Regions from separate parts of the Anas platyrhynchos genome. Here region 2 is linked to region 1. A link is a contact called in public Hi-C data. All regions are on one chromosome and are shown on one strand. The core of a region is the stretch at or near the end of the contact, and the rest is flanking DNA. Distances in the headings are between cores, read along the strand shown.

Evidence for each region. Hi-C and Micro-C count contacts between places; a contact is called where the count stands out from the background.
Region 2: a contact with region 1 is called in a Hi-C map of subcutaneous adipose tissue, with 1.7 times the contacts expected there. The contact joins two enhancer-like sites. A contact is called at or near these places in 3 of 8 Hi-C or Micro-C datasets (liver, skeletal muscle and subcutaneous adipose tissue).

What each region holds. Positions count from the first base shown.
Region 1 is chr8:9,043,043-9,049,109 of IASCAAS_PekinDuck_T2T, forward strand. The region is part of intron 3 of CNN3 (calponin 3); the gene reads right to left. Among named protein-coding and RNA genes, the nearest start is that of TLCD4, 43 kb to the right of the region's middle. Within about 2 kb of position 1,954, at least 2 of the 8 cell types and tissues checked have an H3K27ac peak or open chromatin away from gene starts, as enhancers often do. A contact at or near this core is called in subcutaneous adipose tissue, where this site is marked.
Region 2 is chr8:9,078,882-9,085,036 of IASCAAS_PekinDuck_T2T, forward strand. It overlaps CNN3 (calponin 3), which reads right to left. Exons shown (of 9, transcript XM_072041844.1): 3 at 4,205-4,327. Among named protein-coding and RNA genes, the nearest start is that of TLCD4, 6.7 kb to the right of the region's middle. Within about 2 kb of position 4,635, at least 5 of the 8 cell types and tissues checked have an H3K27ac peak or open chromatin away from gene starts, as enhancers often do. A contact at or near this core is called in subcutaneous adipose tissue, where this site is marked.

The DNA of each region.
Region 1 (6,067 bases), core at 704-3,203:
TGCTTTGGTGATGGTATACGTGGATAAACTTACTGCAGTATTTCATGCTATCCATGCTTACTTATAATATGCTTATTTTGGCAAACAGAGAATTCAGGATTCTTGAACTCTCTCTGATCCTCACATCTTGTTCTGTTCAGGTAGGACTTTCCCGTTTGGGACCTCTTACAGTGTAAAAAAACCTCCCTCCATCCTTAGTACAAGAGAAATCATCATCGCTGTTTTTATCAAGGGTACGGATTCCTTGAAACAAATGCAAAGTTATCTTTGCCAACCTCGAGGGATGCAGGCAGATGACTCGAGTTACTGCATGTGCCTGTAGGGTGCTGAGTTTGAGTGATAATGTTAACAAGTATTTCACACCATAAATGATCTCATATGGACTTTCATTTGTCCGTTTATAATAATCTTTTCCAAATTACACGGTACACACTGCACGTTACAGGCTATAGATATGCCAAATCTCCGGTTCGAGTTCAGCTATCTTGCTGCTATGCTCTGGAAAAATACTGTAACAGTATCTCAGGAAAAGGTTTACACAGGCTGCATACCTTTTTACAAGTCGCTGGGACTAACAAACACAGAATTTAGCAAGTTAAAAAGAACAGTTCCAGAAGATAAAACTTCCAAAGTTCCCTGTCACGTTACATCTGCCAACAACTCTTCCTTCTTCTGGAACTTTTGACTTGCGCTTCAGGCCTCACGCCCCCGCAGCAGGAGTCACGCCTTTAGCATGCAGCATGCTGTACTTGAAGTACCAGAAAACAGCTGAAAAACTGATCGTTGGTCAAAAGTTTTAACCCTAAGAGCAAGTGCTTGTCAAAGCGGGAGTGAGGCAGACTACAAGGCTAATCCCAAACTATTCTGCAGCATTCCTGCTCCTTGCATCTCAACTGCCCTGTTGTGCTCATTGCCTGTTGTTCCAGAACGCTTCCAATTCCCACTTTTTTTTTTTTTTAAGGTTGTTTGGATTTACTTTTTATACAACCCAGTTAAAACTTTGTGGTTGAAAGTGTAAATTGATTATTGTACATATCTAAACTTCAGGGCTAAGGGAGAGTAACATAAGGACATAATCAGCATTTCTCAGCGCAACGCTTCTAGTTGGAGCAAGTAAGTCTGTCAACAAAGTGCTTTAGTTATAGAATAAAATAAAGTGTGTAACCTTTAAAATGAGACAAAGAATCTTAGTGGGAAACTACAAAGCTTTGGTTTTACTGAAGGTGGGGCAGAAGAGGGAGTGACAGCACCAAGCTCACCATCAAGTGGAGCCTTTTGTCATTTGAGCTACCAACCCAATGAACTTTCACCATAAGGACAAATTAAAATACCCTGTTAATTTTATGTATGTTGACCAGGGCTCCATGCAAAAACAGATGTCACGGGATGCATATTTGTGCAATGAGAAACCCAAATGTAAGAAGAAATGCGGAAAGCCAGATGAAAAATAAATGGGAAGGTACAGTACAAAATGCAAGCCACCATTAAGCATGCCCTGCTGTTTGAACACACAGTTTTCTTCTGTCATTATGGACTGTTGTACAGAAAGGCAGGAAACAGTGTGTAAAACTAATGTTAAAAGAGCTCACTGAGAGCTAGATAGAGCTCACACTATCTAGGCACAAAATTTTTACAGCAGTATCCATTTAGCTTAATATTAAACTTTTATTTTTTGTTATTTGTAGCATAGTTGGTAACTCACCCATGTTTCACTGTTTTCTCTGTAAATCATAATTTAGATCACAAACCTTAAAAGAGGAATGGATGAGAATTAATCCAAATTTCCTGGCATTGTTTCCACCTGCACAAGTTGAAGCTCTGTGAAGTAAGAACAAGCCATGCCTCACAGTTTCCAAGTCATCTTACAAACAAGATACCTGTAGTCATGATGGGCTTTTGCTGCCAGAGCAGCAGGCTGGAAGAACTGTGTGTTCTATTCCTTGGCTGTCCAGTACGACTTTGTGACAGCTCACAAGCCAGTCGAGAAAAAGATGCTACCATCCCTTCCCTCAGACTGCTCTAACTCAGACTCGTGTCCATCCTCAGACTGAATACTGCATCTACCCTGTTTTGTGCAGCTGGGTTACTGCAGCTCTCTCTCACACTGACATTTGTTTTCAGTTTCTTCCCCTCGCGTTTACGTAATCATTTCTTGTCACAGTCAGATTTCTGGCTTACAACTCCTGTTCTCCTCATTGATCAGCTTCTACTTCCAACTGCAGCAACATGATAGGACGAGGAGTAATAGCTTTAAACTAAAATGGTAGGTTTAGATTGGATATTAAGAAGAAATTCTTCACTCAAAGGGTGGTGAGGCACTGGCACAGGCTGCCCAGAGAGGCTGTGGATGCCCCATCCCTGCAGGTGCTCAAGGCCAGGCTGGATGGGGCTGTGAGCAACCTGGGCTGGTGGGAGGTGTCCCTGCCCATGGCAGGGGCTTGGAACTAGGTGGGCTTTAAGGTTCCTCCCAACCCAAACCATTTTATGATTCTATAATCTGCTCCTGTCACCATACATTATTAGTCTTGATATCAAATCTGTTTGCATTGTACTATTTATTCTGTGTATTTCTGAATAGTTTGAATTTCTTTACAGAACATGGTTTCAGTAATACTCACTACCCATTATTTTAAACCATGGCAGTTTTCACTGCACAAAAAGCACCAGAAAGTAAAGTTTCTTCTCAGTTAGGACAGTACTGATCCCAATCAATGCACAGAGACCTGTTACCTCCTGAGAACAGATTTTACTTGGATTTGAACCCTTCCCCAATATTACTGAACTCTGGTACAACAATAAATGGGTGCAGATCACACCATCAGCAGCAGTGACTACTTCTGAAAGAAAAGTGCTGAGCCATACACTGAAAATACTGTTACCATGCCGTCCAGAAAGACCAGTGAACTGCTTGTTTAATGGGTGGGGGAAAAACAAAATCTAACTGAGCATCCCGCTACATAAACATCAAATATCAAAAATTCTGAGAACGTTGTATTTTCCCTAGTAGCAAACAAGGAAGTGTCTCCTGAGGTTCCTCCTGCGATAGTGCTGGTGGAACGGTGTTCTCAAAGCCTGGACAGCCTGCAGCCAGAAAGCAAGAGCACCAAGGGTCACTATATCTATTTGGGAGTACTTCTCTACTGCTGCACAACTATCCACAAAATCATGCGCTCTTTCAAGTTTACATACTTTTCTCCCCCAGTAGAACAGCTTTTAAAACGTCCCAGTAGGAGATAAAAAATGTTGATTGTATTCCAGGAAACATCAAAGAATATTCTGGATATGGCCACCCAAGGAAGTTGTGCTTTAACCATGTAGGAGTTGCAAGAAGAATATGATCTGCAATTACTGTGATATTAAAAAAAAGTAGAAAAATATTAGAAAATGTTTACTTAATTTTGTAATAATATCCATCTTTAAAAGTCTACCATTTAAAATCTGGAAGATTACTCAAGGAAGTCTAAGAAAACATATGCTAAGACCATTTGAAATTTAGCATGACACTTTCCCTGTTTACACAGATCCTGTAGGCAGTTCTGTAGAAATCATAAAATCTTTGTAACAGACAGTAGAATAGGTATTTTTAAGGAGTTTATTATGAACTTTTGGATCAACTGTTTGTTTAAATTATATTTTAAGTTATGTGAAAATCAAGCCACAAACCTGCTATACGGGAAGTTTATAACTCGTGTGAAAGAAAGTACTATTGTTAAAGTACTAAAGACAGTCAAACCACTAAGATGCTCGGATTTAACCGCCCTGTACTAAGTTCTAAAGCAGGATTTTTCAGCAATTAAGCAAGTACTGGAAGAATATTTCTTCATGTAAGTTTTTCAAACTAAAGCATTTCAATAACTGACTTATTTTAACATGAAAAAAACGGTGAAAGTAAGTTCAATTATGTCTTCCAATTGGTACGAAGATCCCAGCAGAAGGGACGGTGGACACACTGATCTGAAACGGCTCATTTACACCACTGGCTGCAAACACACTCTTAGCATGGAACTTAAGATGATCTATTCTACACAGAAAACTACCATAACTATACTTGTTTATTTTAATTCACTTGCTTTATTTGCTATTCTGGCATCTGACTGAATTTTCATCTCTATTCAAATCCAGCTGTACTCACATCATACGTACAGAATACAGTACAAGAGTTGGAATTGGTCAAAAATCCAAGTGGAGAGTAACCCATACGCATGCTTAATTAATCACGTGTAAACGTTTGTGAATGGTATATACTACAAAAGTGTTAAAATTTAAAAATTGTGGTTTTACTGTTAGTAACCAATGAAAAGTCTTTCAGAAAGGGCATATAGATTTGTTTGCACTTTACAGGTAAAACACATTCCTTGATTTATTTCAGCGGTTTCTTCCTTGCTAATTTATGTAAATCCACCTTGGGCAGAAATAGCTTGTAACAACAACAAAAAAAAGGGGGCAGTTACTGGTCTTCCCCTATCATACAACAGATTTCATTTCACAGGTTGTGGTTGGTCTTCTGGAAACTTCCTGCCAGCTCCTTTTGCTCATATTGTGAATGGCACAGATGGTAAAAGACCCTGATAATCCTACAGGATTATCAATAGTCAGCACCACTAGAGGTGGGTAGGGGTTGCACGTATGCACAGCATCCCAAACTCTGGATACTGCAAGGTAAGTTGTAGTCTCATTACAACGAATTGAGGTGTGCAGGGTGTTTTCCAAACTTACAAGGTGAACCAAGAACAGAGCAATGCTATATTACAAACGAAGTGTAGCTGAGAGAGGTCCCTGACCTAAAGTGCTTAAGGTTCCATCATTCTTCTGCAGAACAAAGTGCTGGGGTGCCCTGACTGAACTCTACCTTTGTTAGTTACGTTTTGTTCCAGTTCTTTTCCACCCATTAAAAGACCAGTTCTCTCTCTCCGATGTTTAATCTTACAGAACTTTTTTAAATTATTGTTAAAACCACTTCATTATTTTAAAAGAGAGGTACTTTTCCATATCGCAACGATTTTCATGCCATTGTTTACTAATGATAAAGGGTGCTATCCAGATAGGCCGCAATGAAGAGGCAGTAGTCTTTATTTTCTTAGAAAGTTTCCTGAACCGTTTACTTCTATTTGGCCATGATTACTACAAGAATTTCAGCAAGGTAAGGGGACAGCCTCCTACAAAAATCTGCAAAGAACATTTAGCGATAGATGTCTGAATTGTATATGCTCTGTTGAGTTAACGCTGCAGTGACTTCCAGCTGTGCTATAGATAGGGTCACTTCGAGCAGGAGCAGCGTGGCGTTACAGAGCCCCAGCAGTGGCAGCTCAGCACTCACCAGGCAGCCACGAGCCCCAGCTGCTGTGCAGCAGGGCTGGGGGCTGTGTGTGGGCCTTCCTCCTGGCCTGGCCCTGCTCAGCATGGACGGGAAATGTGCCGCGGGGGTCCCCGCTCACCACCAAGGCAGAGCTGCCCCTGACCCTAAGCCTCTGGGGATAAGCGAACGCCTTCCTGTATGCATTTGTTCTTTCTGCCTCGTCTTTTGCTGGCAAGACTTGGGAGCGTTTAGCCAACGGATCAGGGACAACAGAAAAACACTTTAGTTAAGTCACTCTTATTCAAGCATAACGAGGAGTACTAAGAGCAGGCTATCTGTCTATAAATAAGAGGCTGTAGCAGTGGAAATATCAACAGGAAAGCAATATAACAGGAGAGCTTTCTTAACAGGAAAGCTAGGTAAAGCTTTTATGGTTGTGATGTCTGGTTTCACTCTGGGAACAGCCATGGTCCAAGCATACAAGGCGAGCTAGGGAGAGGCTCATTTGGCATTGATCTGTAACTCTTCAGTCCTTGATGCAGGAGAGCAGATCCCACCCTCACGAACACCTTTCAGGGCAGCAAGGAAACACCAGAATCTCATCTGCTTCAGGGAAGAGATGGCTTTATAAAGGCAGTAAGAATTCTCACTATGTCTCCCCTCTGAGTACCTAATAAAATCGGCACTGGTTTAAGAAAAAATGAAGGGTTGCTTTTTTATTTTATTTTTTAAAAGAAAACAAGAACATAGAACCACCCACCTGAAGAAAGT
Region 2 (6,155 bases), core at 3,385-5,884, 39 kb after region 1:
TCAGCTGACAGCTGGTGGGGAGGGAGGCAGCACGGCTTGTTGTACTTGCTGTGCAAATGTAAACTTCTTACTGGAGACTTCCCACGGGAAGGAGGCTTGAAAGTGGAAGGACTGCCTTCTTTGCCTGATTTAACCCCGGCTTTTCCAAGCAGCAGTGGCCTGAAAACATCTGCTTATCTCAGGCTCTGTAGAGCACTGAAGCCTCAGACACTGCTGAGGAGTGTCCCCAGAGTTTAGGATGCGCGATGCAGCAATGACTGGAGCTGCGGAGCTTTGAAGGAGAGTCCAGCACTGACCCAATTACACATCCCATCTGTGGCTGAAAATGAGGGCTGGATGCAATCTCTGTATGCTTTTCTATTGTGTGGTGCGTGTGTATCCTTTGTTTTCAGCTTGACTTTGTGGTATGCCAGAATGCCTGGAGTAATTGTGATCCAGCCAAAGGGCTAGATCACCTGAAGACCTGGTTTCAGGGTTGGCAGATTGGCCCAGAGACTACAAAGACAACAGCTCTGTGAGGAGCAAGAAAACTGAGGACTAGGATCCTCTGAACTTGTAGCTACTGACTGTAAGCATGTTGTAGAAAGGCTGTAGCATTATGCCTCCTTGGACAACAAATAGTTCAGTAACTTTTCCCTATCTTTGGGAAAATCTCTGTGTGGCTCATCTATTTTTCTGTATCTGTCTGAGAAGGATTTGCATCTTTCCCTAGATAGCAGATCTTCTAACACCTTATTTTGGGTTTAAGTTTCTTCTCCACTTTTCTCTCAATGAAAGCAATAAAAATCTCTTTTCTCCGACCAGCTGCCTGTTTTCATGGTAGGATTTTGCAGTCTTTGAGGCTATAAGTGCATATTAAATCTGGCTGCAGCTGATGGTGTTAAACTTTTTTTTTTTTGGAGGCGGGGGGAGAAGGAAGATGTAGACAGAGCATGCTGGCACAAGCCTTGCTTTCCTGGAATTTTAGGTCTCGGCATAGGAAGCCCAAATAGGGTTGACATGTTGTAAAAACTACCCAACATAGATGTGCCTGCAAAACATTTTGGTACCTATATTTCTAGAATTCTGTATTTGGCTATAAGAACACAAGACAATCATCACTTCTGACGTCTTAATTCTGTTACTTGGTTTAATACCTCTAAAGGGATTTAACTTTGCAGAGTGCAGATGCTCATAACTCAGAAATGGGCCTCTTGAATATGATCTCAAACTGAACAACTCAACTAACTTTTACATTTCTTAAACCCTCTGGGGGCCCATTTTGAGTGTGGGTCAAGTCCTGCAAGACCGTAAAGGTCTCCTGGAAGTTGTTCAGTTCTTTCTGAACTCACTGTCTTGAAGAAGGGTTAGATGAAACTGCTTTCTCATGTAAAGTAAACTAAGAAGCTTTGCCAGAAGATCAGTGTGAGATGCAAAGGGGACACAGTGCTCATGTAAATAAGTACATATAAATTAACTCCTGTGCTGCTAGGTTTGTTGCTTTCCCCCTCATAGCTATTTTGGCTCAATAGTTTTGCTAGGTATGCCAGCCTAAGCCTATCTGCTCCAAACTTGCCTTTGTGCACCTAATGGTTTCTGTCTCCCTTTGCACCACTTCTCTTGTCCCGTATTCCTTAAACTGAAACTACAACAAATCTGCTTTTCTCTAGCTTTTGGGTGTCTGGAAAAGACTTCAAAGGATAGAGCTAGTATTCCTTCAAACAACAAGTTTGTGACAAGCCTAAAAGTAAGTGTAAAGATTTGGGGATCACATGTGTGTATAAATGACTTAGAAGCAATTCAAATGTGTCTTTCCTTCTTGCAGTTCAACAAAAACAATTGCCTAGACTGAAACTGTACTCTGCCCTTAAGCTCTACTGTTCAAAAATATGAAACTCTCAGCATGATGTAATAGTGTGCTTGCTTCTATATTCGGGTGTCCGTTTCCATGCCAAAAGTTATAGATTAATCCTGTAAACTCCAGCACTTGTTCCACCCTTTCTGGGTCCTTAAACTACTGATCATTTATGTTCTGCCAAGAATAGGGCGAGTTGCAATTCACTGAGAACATTTTCCTCTAAAGGCAATTAAATATTACCAGTTGCTTCATGTATCACACAGGATCTTTTCACTGGCAATGCGACACATTTTAATCCCCATATCGCTTTACTTTGATAAGTGCTTTAAGATCTTTACAGCTCTCTGACTTACTGTGTTTTGAAGAATTCCTAAGCTATGAGATACACATATACACAACTAGTAGTGTAGTATGCAAAGCTGCTTTGAAGTGGTATAAGATTTGGCATAAAGCCAGAAATATTCCTGCCGGTGGCAGTACCTGCTGCTGTTGTGGCCAGTGATAGTATCTGGCAAAAAACATTTGGGAACTCCCTCCCCTCAAGCCCTTTTCTAATCATGGATAAGGAATCTTTGGATGGAATTCTGAACTAGTGTTTCCCTTAAACTCTGCAAAGGTCTTACAGGCCTTGCTAAAACATATTCCTAATTTTATGAGGACAAGTGTTTTTCAAAAGCATTAAGCTTTAGACATCTTATCAACTCCAACCATGTTTCTGGTAATTCTACATGTAAATCCCACTGTCACTTTAAATTTCTCTTGTAAACAGAGGAACCATGGAATTAGTAACTTCCTGCTCTTCTCCTAGGATGTGTCCTATTGACACTTTGTGTAATATATTAATCTACGCAGTGGGATTTGCAGTCAGTTTCTTTTGCAATATTTAGTTTAAAAATATATATACATTAAATGAAACCAGTGGTGTAGCAAGGTGATTCCTAAATATCTGATACCTTTTCTGTAAGGTATCTGCTTCATGTAAACTACCCATTAATATTTCCTCCCCAAATAAAAATCACTGTAGAAAGAAAAGTATCCCCTCCTCCATCCCAACTTTATAGGCTTGAAAAAAAGACTGAAAAGAAACTGTTTGTTGTTCTGCACATTAAACTGTTCTGAAAACTTCAGCAAGCAAATAGCTTTTGATCTAACAGGAACTGAAAAGTACTACTGAAGCCCATGAGATCATACAATTCACAGCAGCTTCTCTCAATGTTCAAAATAACACAATTATATTTGAGCCTCTTTGGAACGAGCCATACAGTTCACAGCGAGAGTTAAAAAAGTCAGTTTACAAACATCCTCTGTGGGTATATATACATCGTTACTAAATTATGAAAAATAACTTGCAACTGCACAAGTTTATACAGGTCTCATTTAAATATTAAAAGTAATAATAATATGAAATTCTGCTAAAATGTCTTTTAAATCCCAAGTTTGGATATCTGATACCTTAATATGACAACTCTAGCAAAAGGTCAGATTTTATCAATTTTTTTCTTAAAGAATGGTAGGACTCAAACCATGGAGTCCAATGCACTACCTTCTGAGTCCTGCATTAACAAAAATCTTTATCGATCAGATATGTCTTACTATTTTGTTTATTTCTGTAACCTGACAACCCTGAATGCTTCTGACTCGATAAAGTGTGTAGAATGTTTTAAAATGTATGTTGTAATTAGCATGGGATTGCGGTTTTGTGAACAGCTAGAAAAAGCTACCAGAAGTGAGAGGCTCTAGTTGATGTTTTGGCAGGGATGCTTTTTGTCATCAGATAATTGTTAGTCTCCAAATAGACTAAATACCTATGTATCTAGCTGAAAAGCTAGACTTTATCCCCTTCTACAGTATGTAACAGGTTTGATTGGGCAGGTCCAGCTCGGTTGGTAGATCCCCTAGTATTGACTAACCAGGTGGCCTTTGCCAAGTAAGCACGAGAACTGAATTTGTATACATTTCTGCTGGTCTGAACCTGTCTGTTCCAGACTGGTCATACCATTTCTGGAGCAAGACCAGCCAAAAGGATAACCGGGCTTTCAGGCATAGTTTGTGCTGTCGCAATCCTGAAGAGATATTATCAAGAACCTGCAAACCTGTTTGTGGTAGCTCTACTGGCATTCGCTCCCTAATGTTACCTGAAAACTTTGAGAAAGGATACTAGTTTTGCTGGACTAATTCACTTGCGTGAAACCATTCTGTTTCTTGGTGTATTGCTACAATATCTCTTTCAGCTTTTAATGTTCAAAAACGTATGTCCTGTGAACTGTAGAACTAAGCACACACGTGATACAGTCTGCAATGTCTCGATATTCCAAATTCTTCTACAGTGAAGATTAGCAAATTCTCAATACTTAAAGATTTACCTACCAAATCTGGTTTCAGTTTGTAGGTCAAAGGAAAGGAATAAAGTATGGAGTACAGGGTTGTTACCACGGAAGAGATCCAAGATTGTCTAACCTCGCGGCTTCTGGGAATGCGATCAAGGGTGAACTGTAAGAGAGCATGATAAAGCTGAATTGTTATTTTTTCTAAGAATGTTGTTGTTCCTTCTATAGAGTTATTAGACCTATCTGTGCCAACATTTTTTTTTAATTTTTAAATCTAGGTTGGAAATATTTGGGTATGAAATCCTTTCTTAGATGCCTTATTCACTATCATGCTTAGCACTCTTTGGAATGAGGTTAAACAAAATACTAGAACTATATATCTATTTTTAAAATCGTTTCCTATGTTACTTTAAAACATTCCTAAATTTAAAAACAACTCAGCTGGAGCAACTTCGTCTGCTGTATGTTAACTTAGTGCCCCTCCTAGTGGTCACCGGGACACATTTCCAGGTTTCATAAACTAGTCCAAACAAGGTGACTCCTTTTTATTTCCTGCTTAAACTCATCGTGGATTTACATTGCAGAAAATGTAACAACATTTCCCAATTAATGTCCAGTGCATGCTATTAAAAATGTAATAGTAAATATCACTCTCCTTTAAGTGAGTACTCGAATATTCAGAAGAATATGCAAGACATACTCAAAATGCAAAATATTTGCATTTTAAAACAGGAAAGAACATAAACTAATATTAAGTTTAAGAAATACTATTCATTGTTTTTTACTTAGGCAAAATTAGAGATCATCCAATGTGTGTAAAAGGTATCGAATTAACAAAATACGGATGTTTTCTGTTTGTCTCAGAACACTGTATGCAGCCAACGGTATTCAGGCTTCATGTACTCTCCCCCGACGTCTTTGACATAGAGGAACTGCACCTAAGAATTATTGCTACAGCTGAGGGTAGTCCTGATGCCCATTCAATTTGTCATTGTTGAGATGAAAAACAAATACATTAAGTACACTGTACTGCCCAGTGATGCTGACATATTGTTTAGATCTGGACAGCGGTCACTAACTTCACATGGGACACCAGATCACTAACGTTAGGAGCGAGGGACTCTAAATATCATTACACATATTGAAAACTCCCCCATTTACTTCAATTACACCATATCTGACTGATACAATTTAGCCCTGCTTATTTGTGATTAGGAAAGGTGATGTTACCAATAGTTGCACATTAAATACAAACTACAAATCTGTCTTGAATAGCTATAACTCAGGTCTTTTTTATGTGAAGTAGAAAGAAAATAAAGAAAGAACCCTTACAAATGCAGAATATTAAGTTAATTTTCTTGACTGAAATTATCTCGTTTCATTGCAATAAGGTTCTTTAATTGTTGTAATACTGGAAGGCATTAACAGATGTTACGAACTGGCTGTTTTATATTTTATTTGAAGGTGTTGTAACTGATTGTATTAGTGTGATAACAAAATATGGAAAAACAAACGTGCCCCCTGTTCCCCATTTAACAGGATTCTGGTTATCACTATTTCTTAAAGCTTTGTAAGAGATCAGGTGATAAAAAGAAATGCTGTTAAGTGAAGTTTAGACTCTTTCACAGTATGCCGTCCTGTAAGAAATATGTATTGACAAGGTAGTTTTAGGCAGATCAAGTTTTAGTAGAAGCATTTGGATGTTCCCTTCACTGCAAGGATGGTATTAAATAATAAAGTTCTTGCCAAAGAACTGTATGTAATATTCTCCATCATAAAAAAAAAAAATCACCAAAATTTGGCAGGGACCCTAAATGGTATAGAAGTAGAAATTTAGTTGTAGAATTGGAGTAAAGATCAGACTGGTTTTATCTATATTCTTCGCAATACATGCTTGAAACTTTGTGCACTGACGTCTGTATTGCATATTAGAACTTCAGCCCATGCATCAATCGACTCTTGAATATTTAGCTGGGGAACAAAATAGGATT